2 separate regions of the Mus musculus genome follow, and region 1 is linked to region 2. The links are chromatin contacts, called in public Hi-C maps. All regions are on one chromosome and are shown on one strand. Each heading gives the region's core, a stretch centred on a gene start, on an enhancer-like site or on the middle of the called end of the contact. The rest is flanking DNA. Distances are from core to core; before and after follow the strand shown.

The links. A called contact is a pair of places that touch in the nucleus more often than the background predicts.
Region 1: a Hi-C map of the G1E-ER4 cell line shows a contact between it and region 2, with 2.9 times the contacts expected there. The contact joins two enhancer-like sites. A contact is called at or near these places in 2 of 484 Hi-C or Micro-C datasets (the G1E-ER4 cell line and erythroblasts).

The regions. Positions count from the first base shown.
Region 1 is chr3:101,549,204-101,553,558 of GRCm38.p6, forward strand. No RefSeq gene overlaps it. Among named protein-coding and RNA genes, the nearest start is that of Gm33162, 14 kb to the left of the region's middle. Within about 2 kb of position 2,543, at least 87 of the 459 cell types and tissues checked have an H3K27ac peak or open chromatin away from gene starts, as enhancers often do. A contact at or near this core is called in the G1E-ER4 cell line, where this site is marked.
Region 2 is chr3:102,167,791-102,171,887 of GRCm38.p6, forward strand. The region is part of intron 4 of Vangl1 (VANGL planar cell polarity 1); the gene reads right to left. Among named protein-coding and RNA genes, the nearest start is that of Gm16160, 34 kb to the right of the region's middle. Within about 2 kb of position 1,606, at least 168 of the 459 cell types and tissues checked have an H3K27ac peak or open chromatin away from gene starts, as enhancers often do. A contact at or near this core is called in the G1E-ER4 cell line, where this site is marked.

The DNA of each region.
Region 1 (4,355 bases), core at 1,293-3,792, 620 kb before region 2:
AAATGCTAGATATTATTGGAAGAAACTAACAAATAATTACTGAAGGACAAGACAAGAGTTCTGAAGGAAGAGTGGGTCGTGCTAGGGAGAATCAAATGGTTCAGAAGTGTGGGTGAAGGACTTACCTACAGGATGAGTTGGAGCAGGAAGGCAGAGGGGGTTATATGGAGCAACCCTCCCTCAGAGCCACTTCCAAGCAGCCAAGACAGTCATGCTGATGCTCAGGAAACCTGAGCACCGTCTGTAGTCCTAGGCCATCCAGGGCCATCCAGCAAGGCCCTGTCTCAGACACCAAGCAACAACAGATTCTAGGTGCCAATGTTTATAACAGCCATATTGATAGCAGCCCAAACCTAGGGACATCTGAGATGTCCTTCAGTGAGTGCTAAAAACAAGTTGTGGCACATCTATGCCATTGAATAACACTCAGTAGGGAGTTCTGGGGTGATGGAATATGCTGAATATTTCTTTTGGCCATAGTTACTTGAATGGCCAATTCATACACACAATGACTTGGGCATGTCTCCAAAGATTTACACTGGGTCAAAGAAAAACAAAAAAGAAACCCCAAACAAAACACAAAATAGAGGGCACATCAGTGCTTGCTAGGAGCTAAGGAACAGCAGGGTGTGGAAGCAGAGGAGGCACGAGGGGGAAGTCTCCCTGTTTCTTGGTTGTTTTACAAGATTACCACTGGGGCCATGGGGTAGAGGCAGACTCTCTTATCATTCTTACTATGGTGTGAGATATGTATTATCTCCAACTACAAGTTTAAAAGACTCTGCGTGGAGGCACTTCATTTGTGGGGTGTTCTGGACAAACACCTTGAAGATGGATCACGGATCCAGATTTAGGAGTGGCTTCAGCTGCGAGTGCAAAGACATAGTGTGAGGGGACTTTTTGAGTCCCTCCTAAGTCCATACATTAAACTTCGTAGATCTGTATACTAAAAAAAGAGGAAACTTTAATATATAATCATTAAAGGTGAAGAGAAATGTAATGACGTATGTATCTCCTTGATATTTTATATAGCACAGTTGTACAGTAACCAAGCACAGCAGCCGTAACAGCAGGGGCAGCTGTCTTTATCATTGTCATTGTCATCCTCATGTTTCACTGATTATTTTATTCGAACTTCACAGTAGCCTGTGAGGGAACCGTTCTCAACTTTCCTAACACGGTGACCCTTTGATACAGATCCTCATGTTGTGGTGACTCCCAACCATAACATTATTTTCATTGCTACTACATAACCGTGATTTTTCTATTGTTATGAATCGTAATGTAAATGTCTGATGTGCAGAATATCTGATATACAACCCCCCCCCCCCCCCCGCAAAGGGGTAGCAACCCACAGGTTGACAACTTCAGTGAGGGAATGAGGGCGGGGACTATAAACCCCATCTTATCCTGAGATCAGCTCAAGCCTCAGGCTTGGCTACAAGTTTGTTACCTGCTGCCCCATCTTATGGTGAGAACATGAAGGGTTAGAGAGGATAATCTCTCTCTCAAGATCTTACAGTGTGAAGTTGTCTTCCTTGGAAGGAGAAGCAAGTTTTCCAGCCGCGAGCAGCGGATGAGCCTAGGAGGCCAGGGGAAGTGGCCATTGTGCTAGTCAAAGGATGTTTTTGTTACATTTAGAGAAAGATGCCCTTCCCAAAGTAGCTGAGCCATCAGTGGTCCTGCGGTGTGACTAAGCAGGGTAGCAGGCAACAACACCCTGGGTGCTTCATCTGTTGCCTTTGGCTTTGGTACATAAAACCATTTGCTTCGGAAACTATCGGTTGGGGTTAGGAGACAGACTAGTGACAAGTCTTTCTTCCATGGAGCCAGCCGCCTGTCTCCCTCTGGCTCCTCTGGGATGTGGTCTAAGGCCCCTGGTGGGAGGCTGGGAATCATGGGAACGGTGGTCTTACCTTAGCTCTTCTCCTGTTCTACACACACACTGGCAGCTTGGGACAGTGTCAGAGTATCCCTGTGCCTAGAAGCTCTGTCCCCCAGAAATCCAACTGGCACCATCCCCACCCCCCTTCAGATCCTGTCACCTCAGTAAGGCTAACTAGCAGAAAGTTCACTGAGGTTGGGCAGGATATGCTTTTGATGGTCCCTGTCTCTGATTTTGTCACTTCACTGAGGTGTGGACTGGCTCTCAGGGCCCCTCAAGCACCTGAGTTCTGAAATTCTGACCTCTGAGAGGCAGAGACTGTAGCTATCAGAGACCCCTGTGAGCCTTACTGGCAGGGCTGGGGCCAGCTACCTACCCACTCTGTGCTCGGTGACAAGGGTCGCCACAGCCCAAGCAGAGTGGGTACTAGAGGGACTGCCGTATCATCTGATCCATAGCCGCTTAATCTCTTGACCATGTGCACTGGGGACATGTCCACCAAGGACGTCACTGAGGTGGGGGAAGAATGCAGCCGTTGTCCGGGCCCAGAACACAAAGGCGGGTCTGTGCACACGTGGGCACTCCCGGCCCCGGCTGGATCAGCTGCTCTCGTTTCCTCCTTCGCCATCACAATACAACTACAGAGATACAGCCTGCCCTTCAACCCCCGCCCCAGGAGAACCAGGCAATGGGATTTCTGCCCACTGGGTGCCCGCTGAGCATAGCCAGCAACTCCAGCCTCCCAGCCCCCCCCCCCCCTTGGCTCCCGGTGAGTCTAGAATTTCCATTGCCTGCCTCTCCCTGACCTCATTTGCTGTGCCCTCTCGGCTTCCTTTTCTCTTGTCCTCCCAGGCACGCGTGTGAGGGGCAGATCCAGGGCGATCTGGACTCTGCTGATTACCAGGGAGCCAAGGCTGGAAGCTGAATTCTTATCTGCTGGGCGGTGGCCAGCTGTGGTGCAGGGTTACACCAATGCTGGGGAGCAACAGCTGTCCCGGCCTACCATCGTCATCCTAGGACACTAGACAAGGGACATTCTAGTCACCGTCCCTGCCATTGCCCAGCATGGGGACAAAGTGAGGCTGCCTGAGATGTGGCGACAGGCACTCAGCATTCCATGCAGCAGCCGCAGTCCAGGCCAGGTCTTTTGGCCCTGTGTGTCTCAGTTTCCCGTTGATAGACATTCAGGAGAATGTTCTTATATAGAGGGCTGTTGAGAGCTGTCTGTGGACCTTGATGCCATCTTTAGCATGGCTAATCCAGGGGTAAGCCCTGAAACAGTAATACATGTACCAAGCATCAGCACCCAATGCTCTTCATTTGTTCATCAAGGACTGAGTACCTTTACTTGTCAGACATGTATGACTATGTCAGACTTCAGTATGCTTGATAAGTCAGTGAAGGAAAGGGACAAAAATCCCTCCAGCAGGAAGGTAGTCTCCCTCCTCCCCTCCCTCCTCCCCTCCCTCCTCCCCTCCCTCCTCCCCTCCCTCCTCCCCTCCCTCCTCCCCTCCCTCCTCCCTCCTTCCCTCCTCCCCTCCCTCCCCCCTCCTTCCCTCCTCCCCTCCCTCCTTCCTTTCTTCCTCCTTCCTCACTTCCTCCTCCTCTTCCTCTTCCTGTTTCTCCTTCTTTTCACAAGTTCTCACTTCTAAATGGAGAGAAGTGAAAACTGTGAGTCCTAGTAAATGAAAGTACAGAGAAGGTATTGGGGCTCAGAGCTGGGAAAGAGGGCTCTGGCATCAAGAGTCAGGGTAGGCCAGGGTCTAAGCCCCAGACAGTCTTTGGTGATGATGTAAAGGTCTAAAGGAAATGAAGGAGGGCACCAAGTGGGTTTCTGGGGGAAGAATCTTCTAGGCAGAAGGGATAGCTCCTTCCTCCCTGGGGAGCAGCTTACCTGTGTATCTGTGGAGTCGGGGGGGGGGGGTCATTTCACTGCATAGAATGCAGGAGAAAGAACTGAAAGATCAGGATAAGGGCATAAAGGGATAACACGAGACACTTGAAATACTATGTCATGTCTGCACTGAGCACCCGACAGAGTGGCTTACATAACAGTGCGTTGGGTGCCAGCAGCTAGGCTTCCTTCCCAAGTGTCAAGGTCCTTGGCTTCCCTATCAGGTTCTTCTAATTATTCTTGTGTGTGTGTGTGTGTGTGTGTGTGTGTGTGTGTATGTGTGTGTGTGGTATGGGTACCCTCCCTCTTCCCACCCTTCCTATCACCATTAGATCTCAGCAATCTCTTATCATTTGCTTGCTGGCTTACCTGCAGCGTTCCTGGTGGGCCACTGTGAACTGGCAGCCCTGCCCCTTCCCGCACCAACAGAGAACCTGCTGACTTCCTTATCTCTATCCTCATACTTGACCCCAGAGGCCCTTTCCTGACTGGGGCTTGTTCCTCCTCTCTCACTTGGCTCTGCCCTGAATTCAGCAAAAACCCAACCCACTCCTCTTGATGGGTATGTAGAAGGTT
Region 2 (4,097 bases), core at 356-2,855:
TTTTGACCTTCACGATCACTCCAGGGAAGAAAACAAAGGTACAGAAACCCACAAGCCACACAATGGCATGGCATGCCTTAGAGTCTGGCTAGAATTCTGGGGTGGATTAACAACCTAGATGCTGGCCCTTCACCCTGCGCTGTGTGTCCTGACATCTGCAGCTCCCGAAGCTGTTCGCCAAACACGCTGCACTAAATACCACAGCTCTGTTTTATCTTGCCCTTCTGTGTCTCTTTCCCAGCGCTCTGCTAAGATAATGGGCTTATAAGGATTATTTACAATGGCCTGAATGCCAGGACAGGGACTGCCTTGGATTCCTGGAGGGCTATGCGGCATCCCAGGGCTCTCTACCCCCTACTGACTGAGCAACCCTTAGCCAGACCGCTGAAGCCCCGACTACCCCCACTCCAAGACTCCCTTTGCGCTCCGCTTTAAGAATTGAACACAGGACTGAGGATGAGTCTCCAATGGCAGAGTATTCACCTCTGCACTATGTAGGAACCGAGCAGTCATTAGGTCAGCATGGAGTGCAAGACTAAGGCGGTCCTTGAGGTGAAGGGCTTCATTTTGATCTTACTGTTGTTCGGAGTTCTGCCCATTGTGTTTTCAATTTCCTCCTCCTCCTCTGCTATGACCTTCCCCAAAGAGGAACAAGTGTTCCTTCACTTCCAATGCATCCAAAAGTGTACCCGTCCCTATCACACACATGCACCCTTGCACATTGCTATGTTTGAAAACCCTAAGGATGAAAATAAGCTTGGTTATACACAGACACACTGGTTCAAACTAGTTCATCCCGTGCTTTTATACCAGCAGAAGAATTTCTCTAGGTGCTCAGATTAGAATATTAAAAAAAAAAAAAAAAAGTTCGTCACCAAAAGTTAAGAACTGGTAGGGAGAAATTGAGAGATGGCTTAGCCATTAAGCATTGGCTGCTCTTGTAGAAGCTCAGGTTCAGTTCCCAGCACCTATATGGCTTATAACCACATATAACAGGGGATGCAATATACTTTTCTGGCTTCTGTGGTCTGCATGAGTGTGGTGCACACAAACTCTGCAGGTATATACACATTATAAATAAGCAAGTAAATAAATCCCCCTTTAAAAAAGTCCAGAGTTTAAAGGTAGTTTCGGAAGTTAGCCTCAGGCCCACCTCCAAAGCAAGCCTTGTGGTGACTGCTGGGTTTTGTTTTTCATCCAGGTCACAAGGAGGAGCCCAGAGAATTCCATCGGCTCAGTCCAGTGCCTTCATCCCACATGTGCCATCTCTATAAGTGCCTTCTGTCCTTGTCTCCCTCTTCAGAGCTCCAACCCTGCCACCTTAGCATGGCCTAAGACACGGTTGAGGTAAGGCCCGCAGCTGCCAATGTTGGAGCAAAACTCTATGCATCCCCTAAGAACTTCCCACAGATAGGGCTGATGCCCAAGGACAGAGCCCCGGGGCTTCATGCAGGGCCTCAACCTTGCCAAGGCCAGAGAAGCCCATCTCCCAAGAAGCACAGAAGAGAAGAGCAGGCATCCTGCGCCTTCTCCAACCCCATCATCGCACAGAGCTCCAGCGTGACTCAGAGCCAGGCACGGTCCTGGCCGGATGCCCAGGCTGACAAGCTAATGCAGGAGCTGAAGTACTCGCGCCAAGTTTATAAATGCCTCCAAGAGCTGTGCACACTCTCGCCTACAGAGAACCATTTGTCTGGCACTCAGCACATCTAACAATACGAGGGAAGGAGACTTTCCACAGAACTAAGACAACACACAACCAATGTGCCCAACTTTAAAAGGTTGCAGTCGTTTGAGCTAAAATCCAACATCACAGTGCTTCATCTTTTTTACAGAGCAAACTATGTACTGCATGCCTGAAGTCTTGCCAAGATACAGGATGGTGATTCCTTGTGTTCATGGCTGAGCTGTGCTTTGTACATAACAGCCATAAGTCACGGGTGCAAACAGCAGGCAGACGTTCCCAGTGCCCATGTTCTGCTCCAGGCTACAGGAACAATCTAAGCACTCAGAACTCCCTGGTTGATGTCATTTTCCACATTCTCCCTTGCTCTTAGCAAGCAAAGTCATTTCAGGGGTTTAGGTGCAGGCTAAGTCATAGACCCACAAGCCCAGGACTTACAGTGCATCCCTTCCTCCAGCCAGTGTCCGTGCTCAGACACCTTCCTTGCCTTGGATCCTCTGTATCCTCCAACTGTGGTACCACACAGGCCTCTATCAGTAAGCCTTTCACACTCCCTAGACCCTAAAGTCTGTCCCTACACTCAGAGCACCCAGCATAACACAGACCAGTAGTGTCTCCTACAAGGAGTTAGATATGCAACCCCTGCCTCTTTAACTTCTTACACAAGTCCCTCTCACACAAGCAAGGCCTCCTGTATTTCCTCCATATGTAACACTTGTTGGCTCAAATTGTCTGTTTATAAAACCTTAGGATTCCCATAGGTTTAACATTAAGATCTTAAGGTTTAAGACTAAGAAGAATTTCATGAAGCCATTAGAGGCAAAGGCGGGGGGGGGGGGGGGGCTGAGAGATGGTTGAAAGCAAATCTTTAAACTCATCCTGATTCCTAGACAAGATCATCTCTGAGGAAAGACAGGGGCAAGGAAAGTCAAACTGGCGGGGAGCTTGGCATCATACCAGCACTGGAGCCAGAGAGGAGAGGCAGTGAGCAGGCCAGCCACCTTCACGCAGGAGTCCTGGGTGCAGGCTGTGGAGACAAGCCCATCATGGTCCCAGAAGTGTGAAATGAAAGCCATCTCCTCGTTCTCCTCCAAAGCCAATAATCAAACAAATCATAATTCAACTATTCCGATCTCCCACTTTATGAAACAATTGATAGTACTTCATACCCCCTAGAGAACTCCAGCCTCTCTGGAGAGAGAGAGAGAGAGAGAGAGAGAGAGAGAGAGAGAGAGAGAGAGAATATGAATCATTTTATCTTAAATTATTCACTTTTTCAAATTTCATTCTTTTTTTTTTTTCTTGAATAGGATGGGACTACTAATCCAGAATGCCTGGCACTGCCATGGTACGTGGGCTCCAAACATGTATGTATAAGGTACATCACTGAGAGCTGAATGAAATGAACCTGTCAGGTCAGTGTAGTTAGAAGTTCCAGTGAGACACCCTGAGGTTCAACTCTATGGGGTGCTGGCTAAGGCTGGCATCAGTTTCTGAGAGCTGTCTCTGAAGCACCATGGCTAGTGGGCAAATTCTGGACTTTGACTTTCTGAGAGTTCACTTTAACCAACATTTAGGCCGGGGAACATGTTGGTGATTGGGGCGTTTGCCTTCTATCTTCCCCATTTTGAATTGTTTGGTTGGTTTAGGCGTGGCAGGATTTTATAAGGTAATATAATTTAAAGGGCCCAGCCTAAGGCACAAGCCTTGTGACTGATACCACCATGGCCATAGGTTTCTATGTCCGCATGTGTGCTGGGGAGGCTGATCTGCCCCCTGTGTGCACCTGTGCCAATCTCTCTCCCCAAGAGGGACTGACTGCCTTTGAAATGGAGCCAAGGCAGATCCTTCCACATAGCTTTCCCTGGAGATAGGAACCATAAGGACCATAAGGTTAGAGCATTCCTTGACAACTCTCAGCCTCCTGACAATCCAATCCACTTATTGGGAGGTGGCCATGACTCACAAGTGGAGAAAGCCTTGGCCTAAGAAGCAGAAAGTCTGGATTCCAGAGCTGATCCTGCCATTCTGTTACTTTCTAGAGTCTTACTTCCTCATGGCCTGTGATGGCAAGAGAAAAATCAATGGCCTTCTGCGGTTGTTCAGAACATCCGCTGAAATCTCACCAGTGATTATATTTGTAAACCATAAGGCATTATTCAAAACTGCCTCATATTATTGATAATGGCCCCAAGCATTTTATAATAGGGAATGCGGTTCATTGGTTCATGCCATTCCTGGGCATAAAAGCATGCTCAATATTCATTTATACTGAATAACTTATTATGTTTTGTCTCTTTAATGCTCCCCACAAACACTACGTATTAAATGCTCAGTTGTCAGCCTGAGGAACTCTGGGGAAGTAGTGAAGCCCTGAGAAGGTCGAACCTCGCAGAAGGAAGTCAGGTCTCCA